Regions from separate parts of the Rattus norvegicus genome. Here region 1 is linked to region 2. Evidence: chromatin contacts called from public Hi-C data. All regions are on one chromosome and are shown on one strand. The core of a region is the stretch at or near the end of the contact, and the rest is flanking DNA. Distances in the headings are between cores, read along the strand shown.

Evidence for each region. A called contact is a pair of places that touch in the nucleus more often than the background predicts.
Region 1: a Hi-C map of hepatocytes shows a contact between it and region 2, with 4 times the contacts expected there. The contact joins two enhancer-like sites. A contact is called at or near these places in 9 of 12 Hi-C or Micro-C datasets (the A7r5 cell line, the Rat2 cell line, frontal cortex and 5 more).

What each region holds. Positions count from the first base shown.
Region 1 is chr5:11,139,814-11,144,342 of GRCr8, reverse strand. It overlaps a transcript of Slco5a1 not described here. Among named protein-coding and RNA genes, the nearest start is that of Slco5a1, 130 kb to the right of the region's middle. Within about 2 kb of position 1,817, at least 9 of the 93 cell types and tissues checked have an H3K27ac peak or open chromatin away from gene starts, as enhancers often do.
Region 2 is chr5:10,998,476-11,002,545 of GRCr8, reverse strand. No RefSeq gene overlaps it. Among named protein-coding and RNA genes, the nearest start is that of Slco5a1, 13 kb to the left of the region's middle. Within about 2 kb of position 2,000, at least 2 of the 93 cell types and tissues checked have an H3K27ac peak or open chromatin away from gene starts, as enhancers often do.

The sequences.
Region 1 (4,529 bases), core at 568-3,067, 140 kb before region 2:
GAGCGTTTGTGGCCTTCAAAGGCCCATCCTAGATGGTTTCTGCCAGCTACCAACACAGTTGAGCAGATGTTTGGCATCTGAGTCAAAAACACCACCACCAATCTCAAACTACACCTGAGACCTTCTTGGTCTTCTCTGGAACGGGGAATGGGCAGGGCTGGAGGGTGTGGCCTCTTCAATTTCCCAATGGAGTCAAATTTTGTTGGGTGTTTACAAAGTCTAGGTTTGTAGACAATGCATTCTTTTTTTTTTTTTTACTTTTTTTTTATTAACTTGAGTATTTCTTATATACATTTCGAGTGTTATTCCCTTTCCCGGTTTCCGGGCAAGACAATGCATTCTTGTATATCGAGTAAGATCCCCTAACAAAGCATGCCCCACCCTGGGTCTCTGGGGCCCCTGTGACCCACAAAGCTGCTGTTGGGAACTGTAATAGTCCCCTAAGGCCCTCTTGAGACTTCTCCAAGTTCCCAGTCCCATCCCATACTCAAGAACCATCCTACTGTGACCTCACTCAGTGGGCCATCAAGACACCCATGACACTGTGCACTCAAGTAAAGAGAACGACCTTTAAAAATTAGACTCTTATAATTAGGGAGTAGAGACATCACACAAAGACTTCAAGCTGCTATGGGAACTATGACCAAAAATACCACTTTCTACTGGATCTCCTAGCCCTCATACCAGAAAACTTTTCAAACCCTCAGCTTGGAATCTGTACCTTCCTTCCCCTCCACTCCCCCACATCCATGTTTGTTAACCCGGTTCAAGGATTGAGGAGAACTAGTCAATTCTAATAGCTTTCCCCAGAAGGAAAAAGGTCCAAGACTTTCCATCTAAAGTCAGGAGCATAGTAGAGCATGTGCTTTTCATAATGAACACTAGGTGGCGATCGAGTACAGCTAAAGACATTTTCGTGTCCAGACCCTGCAGCTTGCTTGTGCTTGCTCTCGTGCATTGCGTGTGACGGGAACATATCTTGACCCGCGGGTCAAGCGTGCCCTTTCCTCAGTACCTGAGATCTCAGTCATAGCAGACCCAAGTGCTGTTTCAGATCGCTACCGTTTGCGTTGCTATCATACATTGGAACTGTGTCAAACACTGGCTCTTAAAATCAAAGGTGAGCAGGGAATCTCACGGCTCTGCTGACTTCGTGCAGTTAAAAGCGTGTCTTCAGCTCATATGTGCTGAAGCCTTGGAGACCATCTTCGCTGGCAACTTTACAAAGAAAAAAAAGAACCTAGATGCTTTTTCAATAACACTTAAAACTCCAAAGCTGGAGTTAAAACAAGAAAACGAAGTAGCCAAGGTCTATAACCCTTCTTACTGCTCATTTCTCAAGGTCATTCGTGTGTGTGTGTGTGTGTGTGTGTGTGTGTGTGTGTGTGTGTGTGTGTGTGTGTGTGTTCAGGTTACAGAAAATGCAAGAACTCCTGTTGCCGTACTCTGCACACACCATCGCCATTTTGAACAGCTGCTAAAATCTTCTAGAATCAAAGTGGTTCCTTGAACCATCGTCGTTGGGCCTGTGGGTTGGAGAAGGAAGATTCCAAACCTGGGAGTTTGGGAAGTTCCCCTGTATGAGGGCTAGGAAACCCAGTAGACAGTAATGTTTTTGGTCCTAGTTCACAGTCACTAGCTTCAGAGTGAGGCAGCATCCCTCACTTCTGTGTGAATGGTTTTCCTGGTGACTGTGGTGCAGAGGATCTCCCAGTTGCACATGCACACTCATATGCCAGCCAAGGTACTTGGGACCGTTGTGACCCCTTCAGCATGCCATGAGGTGTGTAGGGGGAGCACGGAATGGAACAATCATCCTTCCAGCGAGAGTGCTCAAAGCAGACTAAATATATCTACTCAGGGCTTCAGCCCGTGACTCATGCTGCTGTTTCCGTCTCTTTCACCTCCCGCATCTCACCCAGAAATTTCAGATGCCAGCACATTCGGGGAAACTCCTGTGAGTCGGGAGAGGCATCGAAACCCAGTGTTGGTTGGACCTGGAGGACCGTGTTAAGTGGAACCGTTTGGTGGACACAGAGAGACAGCTAACACATGCTCTCACTCCTGTGGGAGAGTTCGGAGTTTTAGTCTGATTAAAATAGAGCACCCACTGAGGATGAGCGGAGGCTGGGAGGGGTGTGGGGGGGGGGAGGCGAGGTGGTGAGACTTACGAGACACAACCTCTGACCTGCAGTAAGGTAGGGCAACTATTTGACACCTGACTGTATATCTCGAATGCCTGGTAGGAAAGAGTTTGGATATCCTCAATACAACGAAATCATGTCTGAGCTGAAGGACAAACCAATGACCTCAAAATACATTGGCTGTCCTCTGGGCGCCATAACTCTGACGCAGGGGTTATGTGGGGTTGGACAGTTTTAGGCACATGTACATTCTGGCGCCTTTTCTACCCAGGTGAAGTTCGAGCACAAAATCCGTTTCAGAGACTGAGTCCAGACTGTCTGGAAGCAGGGCGGGGGCAGGGCTTCTGACTCATTCATTGGCAGAGGTTTGCTCATCTCACCTTAGGAACTTCTTTGCTTGAAGCCTTCTCAGTATTTGCAACTCTGTGGAAGAGTGAGCGGGGCGCCTTTGCAGACTTCTCAGCAGAGCCAGCTCTGCTAACAACAGGCAGAACATGCTAACCTTAGCCCCCACCTTCTTCTCTGGAGCCCAGGAAGTTAGGCAAACCTGGACTAACTCCATCTAGTGGCACAGGTTGGTGGTTTACTTCCGGGACTCTTCTTGCCTTAACCCAGAAACTGGGAACAGCAATAAAAGTTCCTCATGGTGCGGATTCAAACTGGGGCCTCTGGCCTTCCATCCCTGAGGGACATGTGCACACAAGCATTAAAATTATATCTGAGTGTTGTGAAGCCAGAGAGGAAGAGGTAAGCACCCTCTGTCAAGTCACACAGGATAGGATAGAGTTCCGCAGTCTAAAAGTCTGCTGAATTTGAGTAAATGATAAACTACCTAAAAGAAATCTCTTAGGAAGTTCATAAGGAAAAAAAATGCTTTAATGGGCTCCTTAAACTGTGGTCATAATAATTTCTGCACAGAACATTCTGCCTGTAGATACAGTCAACATCGGGCTGATGTATGGGCCACTCTGGTGCCTCGAGTCACGTCAAACAACAACAAAATTTAGAGACAACCAAGTTTCAATCCAACACACTTTATTTTTTTTGAACTTTTCCCCCCCTTAATTTTCAATAATCAAGTATTCATGATGTTGTAAACCCAGGTTTATTAGTCCTTTGACAATCAGTTTCATTAGACATAAAGAAGTAAGTCATACGGCCCTTACCATAGCAGATCTCCAAATAAATATTTGTTCTAAAAACCACAAAAATGAAACTCTACATTATGACTCAAAGCAGCCTTTCATCACAAACATGCCTCTACAGAGAAGCACATAGACACACAGCCAGAAAGATACACACACGCACACACACACACACACACACGCACATACGCACACTCCACAGATATCCTAATACCAGTTTGACACAGTTTCACATTTCCTTACACTACAAAGTAAAGGCTGGCCTTGGACTTCATTCTCTAGATCATCATTTAAGTTTGGGGTAGAGGTATATACTGAAGACAAATGCCCACTGGGGAGTCTTACTCCTCGGTTTACTTTAGAACAGCCTTACCATTACTTTTGTTTTCAATAACATTAGTTTCTTTACTTTCCATATATAGAGTAAACTACCAGTCAGAGACAACAGCATCCAACCCAGAGCTGAAGAGCAGCTCCCAGGGCTTGAAACTTTCCGTAGAAGATAGAAGATTATCTAAATGTGTTTTTATCTCTCTGAAATTATTTTTTAGCATCTGATCATTCTCCCACTGACCTTTGTGTAGAAGAGGACTCCCCAGTACACTTCCCAGTTTTGCATTAGAGTTTCTGGACTGTGGAAATGAAGTCAGCGGGGTTTGTCCTCTCGGGGGAACCCCCAGATTTCCAAACGCAAAGCACTGAAACACTGACTTCAGAGAGGAACATGCGTCTGCAAACACTTTAGCACCGAGGCATTTTATATTTAATGTTGCCAAAGCCAACAGCAGTAAGGTGAGTTTCTGGTCACATTTGACCCTCCATAAGGCTGAGGACAAATGAACTGCTTAAATTAAACCTCTTCAGACAAACACAAATCTGGTTGAAGCAGCACAACAGGAAGTCTGGGACAGACAACGCCAGCAGTATCTTCTTGGCCTTCGACAGTCAGGTAGACCACAAACTACCAGTAAAGGTGAGTTGACAGAAGAGGGAAAAGGCAAAGTACACGAGGCCACTAGCCTCACCTGCCAGCCATCCCTCCTGACCGCGGAAGGCTACTCACAAGTCTGCAGAACAGAATTAGCGAATCTGGCTTTTCAGGGACTTACAACATTCTGGTTTCTATCTGCTACGTAGAATACTCAGCATGTACCTATGTAGCAACAGATACCTTCACACTCTGCACCTCTAGACACACACACACACACACACACACACACACACACGTACTGTCACAAGT
Region 2 (4,070 bases), core at 751-3,250:
TCTACACCAAATTCTGATTATTTCACTCTCCGATTACACGTTTTAAAAATCGTGTCATAAAGCCTAAACCTCTATTAAAAGATTCCCAGTACACTTTTGGGAAATAGTGGTAGTATTAGAAGTGACATTTAACATTTCAAATGTTCTAAGGGGCTGCCCACCTTTGGTTGAAGACATTTTAAAATGGCTGCTTTTAATTAATCCTCTTGGTGTCACATACCTGATAGGGGCTTTGTTTGGTTACCCTGCTGTTTTGGTTTGTTTGTTTGTTTGTTTGTTTGTTTTGATGTTTGTTTCCCATTCCTGTTGAAATGGAGACTCATTACCTAGCCCAGAATGGTCTTGAACTTAGACTCCTCCCTTCCCGCATGCTGAGGTTACAGGCATAGCCTACCCTTTCCTGCTTGACAAGTGGCATTAAAGTCAGTCCCCAGCTTCCTCCCAGGAAAAGCCAGGACACTTAATGAGCAAAACACACAACCTCACAGCAACTTTGGATTCTACTGTAGTTCTTGTAAACCGGCTACTTTCCAGAGGCCTCTGGGTGATGGATCTTGCTAACCCCAATGGCTCACTGCCTAGAAGAAGGACCTCTCATAAAACACATGAGCTTTGAATAGACCTTCTCCCCAGTACTCAGGAGGAAGAGGCAAGCAGATCTCTATGAGTCTGAGGCCAGTTTAGTCTGTACAGAGTTCCAGATCAGCCGGGGGGGGGGGGGGGGAGATCATATAACCAGAACCATTTGCCACGCACCCCCTTTGGTTTAGTTGGCTTGTTTCTGAGATGCTAATGACCTAAAAATTAAGTTTTAATTTATAAACTGCATTGCATGTTTTTAGACAATGTTTAGAGCTTGTATACCTTTTCTTCCAAGACAAAACTGGACAAAAGCCACAACATAAGTCACAGTTCAGACAGAGCACTGATTTCAGAATATGGAACTCTCCCTACAGATGAGAAAGAATTAACCAATGTTCCCATAGTGAATACTTTTTTCCCAGCACCAAAGATTGCACCGGGGGCCTCGAGCTGGATAAACGCTCCAACCATGAGGTACATCCTTTCTGCCCCATTTATCCATGCTCACAGGAAGTATTATATTTATATTTAGGAAGAAATTGGAAAGAATGAAGGTCATTTTAGTCGCACTGCCTTAAGTAGTTTGGAGGCCATTTTTGCAAAAGTGAGCTTGCTGTTAAGTAACAGAGTGAAGTCTAGATGATAAATCATCTTCCTAGCTCAGAAAAGAATCCCTGATGGTCCGTTGCTCACTGAAGCTTGGGGATAGATGCTTGAAATACAGTGTGAGGGGTGAGCTTCAAAGTGACGCCAGCTGCATCATCACCTAAGAGACACGCCTCTGGCGGTTCCAGAGGGCTGTAACGGAGGAAGGAAGGCCTACCCTGACGTGAATGGCCCGGTCATGTGGTAGGGGTCCTGGACTAAGGAAAAGAGGGGAAAGATGGAGCTATGCATGTACCAGTTATTAGAGCACAGGCTGCTGTTCCAGCGGACCCAGGTTCGCAAGCATCTGCAACTGCACTTCCTCAAGTCTGATACCTTCTTCTGGCTCCTGCAAGCACCAGGCACACAAACCGGGCACAGACAGACGTACATGCAGGCGAAACGCGCATGCGTGTAAAATAAAAAGTAAGTTTAAAATGAAAAACATAAAAAAGCCAAGCATGGGGACACAGTGACAACAAACCTTTCCTTCCTCAAGTTGCTTTCGTCTGGTATTTTTTCTGCAGCAACGAGAAGAGAAAGTAATGTACACGGTAATTACTAGTCAGGCACACTCAGTGGGTGGCTGGCCAAAGGCGAATGCTTTAGATCCTAACGTGTAAAGTGCACTATTTATATTCAATTTTCCTTCTGCTGTAGAGAGCAGTTAAGCCCATGGAGTGGTTTTGAACGAAAAGGGAGAACACGAGGGGTTGCGATCAGTCTGAAAGACAACTGTGTTGATATAAATGCCAAGGTCAAGCTACACTAAAAGCTTCTAAATATAGCTGTTCTATTTTAGGTAAAATGGTCCGTTCTGTTTCCATAGCTTTATGTAAAGTGTGTCCCACATTTATTCTTAAAGCTTGACTATTTAAGTGAACACGAGTCATTAGCACATCTTAAAACTTCACTTTCTGCTTACTGGCTCGAATAAGACGTCCTCATATCTCCTCTTTCTTTCAATTTCCATGGTTGGGAGTTATCTGGAAGAAAGTGTGTGTGTGTGTGTGTGTGTGTGTGTGTGTGTGTGTGTGTTGTATATTTGTGTGCTGTATGTGTGGTGTGTGTGCATGCTGTGTGTGTGGTGTGTGTTTGTGTGTTGTGTGCTGTGTATGTGCTGTGTGTTTGTGTGCTGTGTGTATGTTGTGTGTGGTGTGTTTGTGTGTTGTGTATGTGTGTGTATGGTGTGTGTGTGTTGTGTATTTGTGTGTTGTATGTGTGTTTGTGTGTTGTGTGCTGTGTGTGTGTGGTATGTGTTTGTGTGCTGTGTGCTGTGTGTGTGCTGTGTGTTTGTGTGGTGTGTGTATATTGTGTGTGGTGTGTTTGTGTGTTGTGTATGTGTGTATGGTGTGTGTGTGTGTTGTGTATTTGTGTGTTGTATGTGTGGTGTGTGTGTGGTGTGCGTGTGCATTGTGTGTGTATGTTGTCTGTGGTGTATTTGTGTGCTGTATGTGTGGTGTGTGTGCGTGCTGTGTGTGTGTTGTGTGTTTGTGTGTTGTGTGCTGTGTATGTGCTGTGTGTTTGTGTGCTGTGTGTATGTTGTGTGTGGTGTGTTTGTGTGTGTGTGTGTGTGTGTTGTATATTTGTGTGCTGTATGTGTGGTGTGTGTGCGTGCTGTGTGTGTGTTGTGTGTTTGTGTGTTGTGTGCTGTGTATGTGCTGTGTGTTTGTGTGCTGTGTGTATGTTGTGTGTGGTGTGTTTGTGTGTTGTGTATGTGTGTGTATGGTGTGTGTGTGTTGTGTATTTGTGTGTTGTATGTGTGTTTGTGTGTTGTGTGCTGTGTATGTGCTGTGTGTTTGTGTGCTGTGTGTATGTTGTGTGTGGTGTGTTTGTGTGTGTGTGTGTGTGTGTTGTATATTTGTGTGCTGTATGTGTGGTGTGTGTGCGTGCTGTGTGTGTGTTGTGTGTTTGTGTGTTGTGTGCTGTGTATGTGCTGTGTGTTTGTGTGCTGTGTGTATGTTGTGTGTGGTGTGTTTGTGTGTTGTGTATGTGTGTGTATGGTGTGTGTGTGTTGTGTATTTGTGTGTTGTATGTGTGTTTGTGTGTTGTGTGCTGTGTGTGTGTTGTGTGTTTGTGTGTTGTGTGCTGTGTGTGTGCTGTGTGTTTGTGTGGTGTGTGTATGTTGTGTGTGGTATGTTTGTGTGGTGTGTGTATGTTGTGTGTCATGTGTTTGTGTTTGTGTGTTGTGTTTGTGTGTGTGGTGTGTATGTATGTGTGTATGGTGTGTGTGTGTGTGTGTGTGTGTGTGTGTGTGTGTGTGTGTGTCCAAACCCAAGGTCTTCTACATGCCAAGCAAATGCTTTATTGCTCTATCCCTGAGCTATGGTATCAGTCTCTTAAGATTTCTTTTTCTAATTTAATTTTTTTTAATTTTCTGGAGAAAGAGAGATGTGGTGGATACAGTCACACACACATGTCACAGTGCATATGTGGCAGTCAGAAAACAACTTCTGAGGTCAGGCCACACCTTTCAGCCTGCTGAGGCAGGGACCCTCCTCTTGTCCCTGTGGCTGTACTGTGGCCTCCTCGGGGCCAGTGAGCTTCTGAGCAGTTCTCTCATCTCTACCTCCCTCCTCACCAAAGGAGTGCTGGATTCCAGACGCACGCTACCACATGTGGGCTCCAGAGTAGGTTCCAGGGATCAGAGCCTACATGGGTCATCGGGTATACACAGCATGCTGCTTACCCTCTCGGCCGTCTCCCAGCCCACAAGGTCCTTTTTTTTATGAGTCCTTTGCTATGCAGCTGCCCCTTGGTATTCACAGAAGACTGGTTCCAGATACGCAAGGGAAGCATTGGTCCCCACCCGCAGTTAGTGGATCTATTCAGTGAGAGGTGTT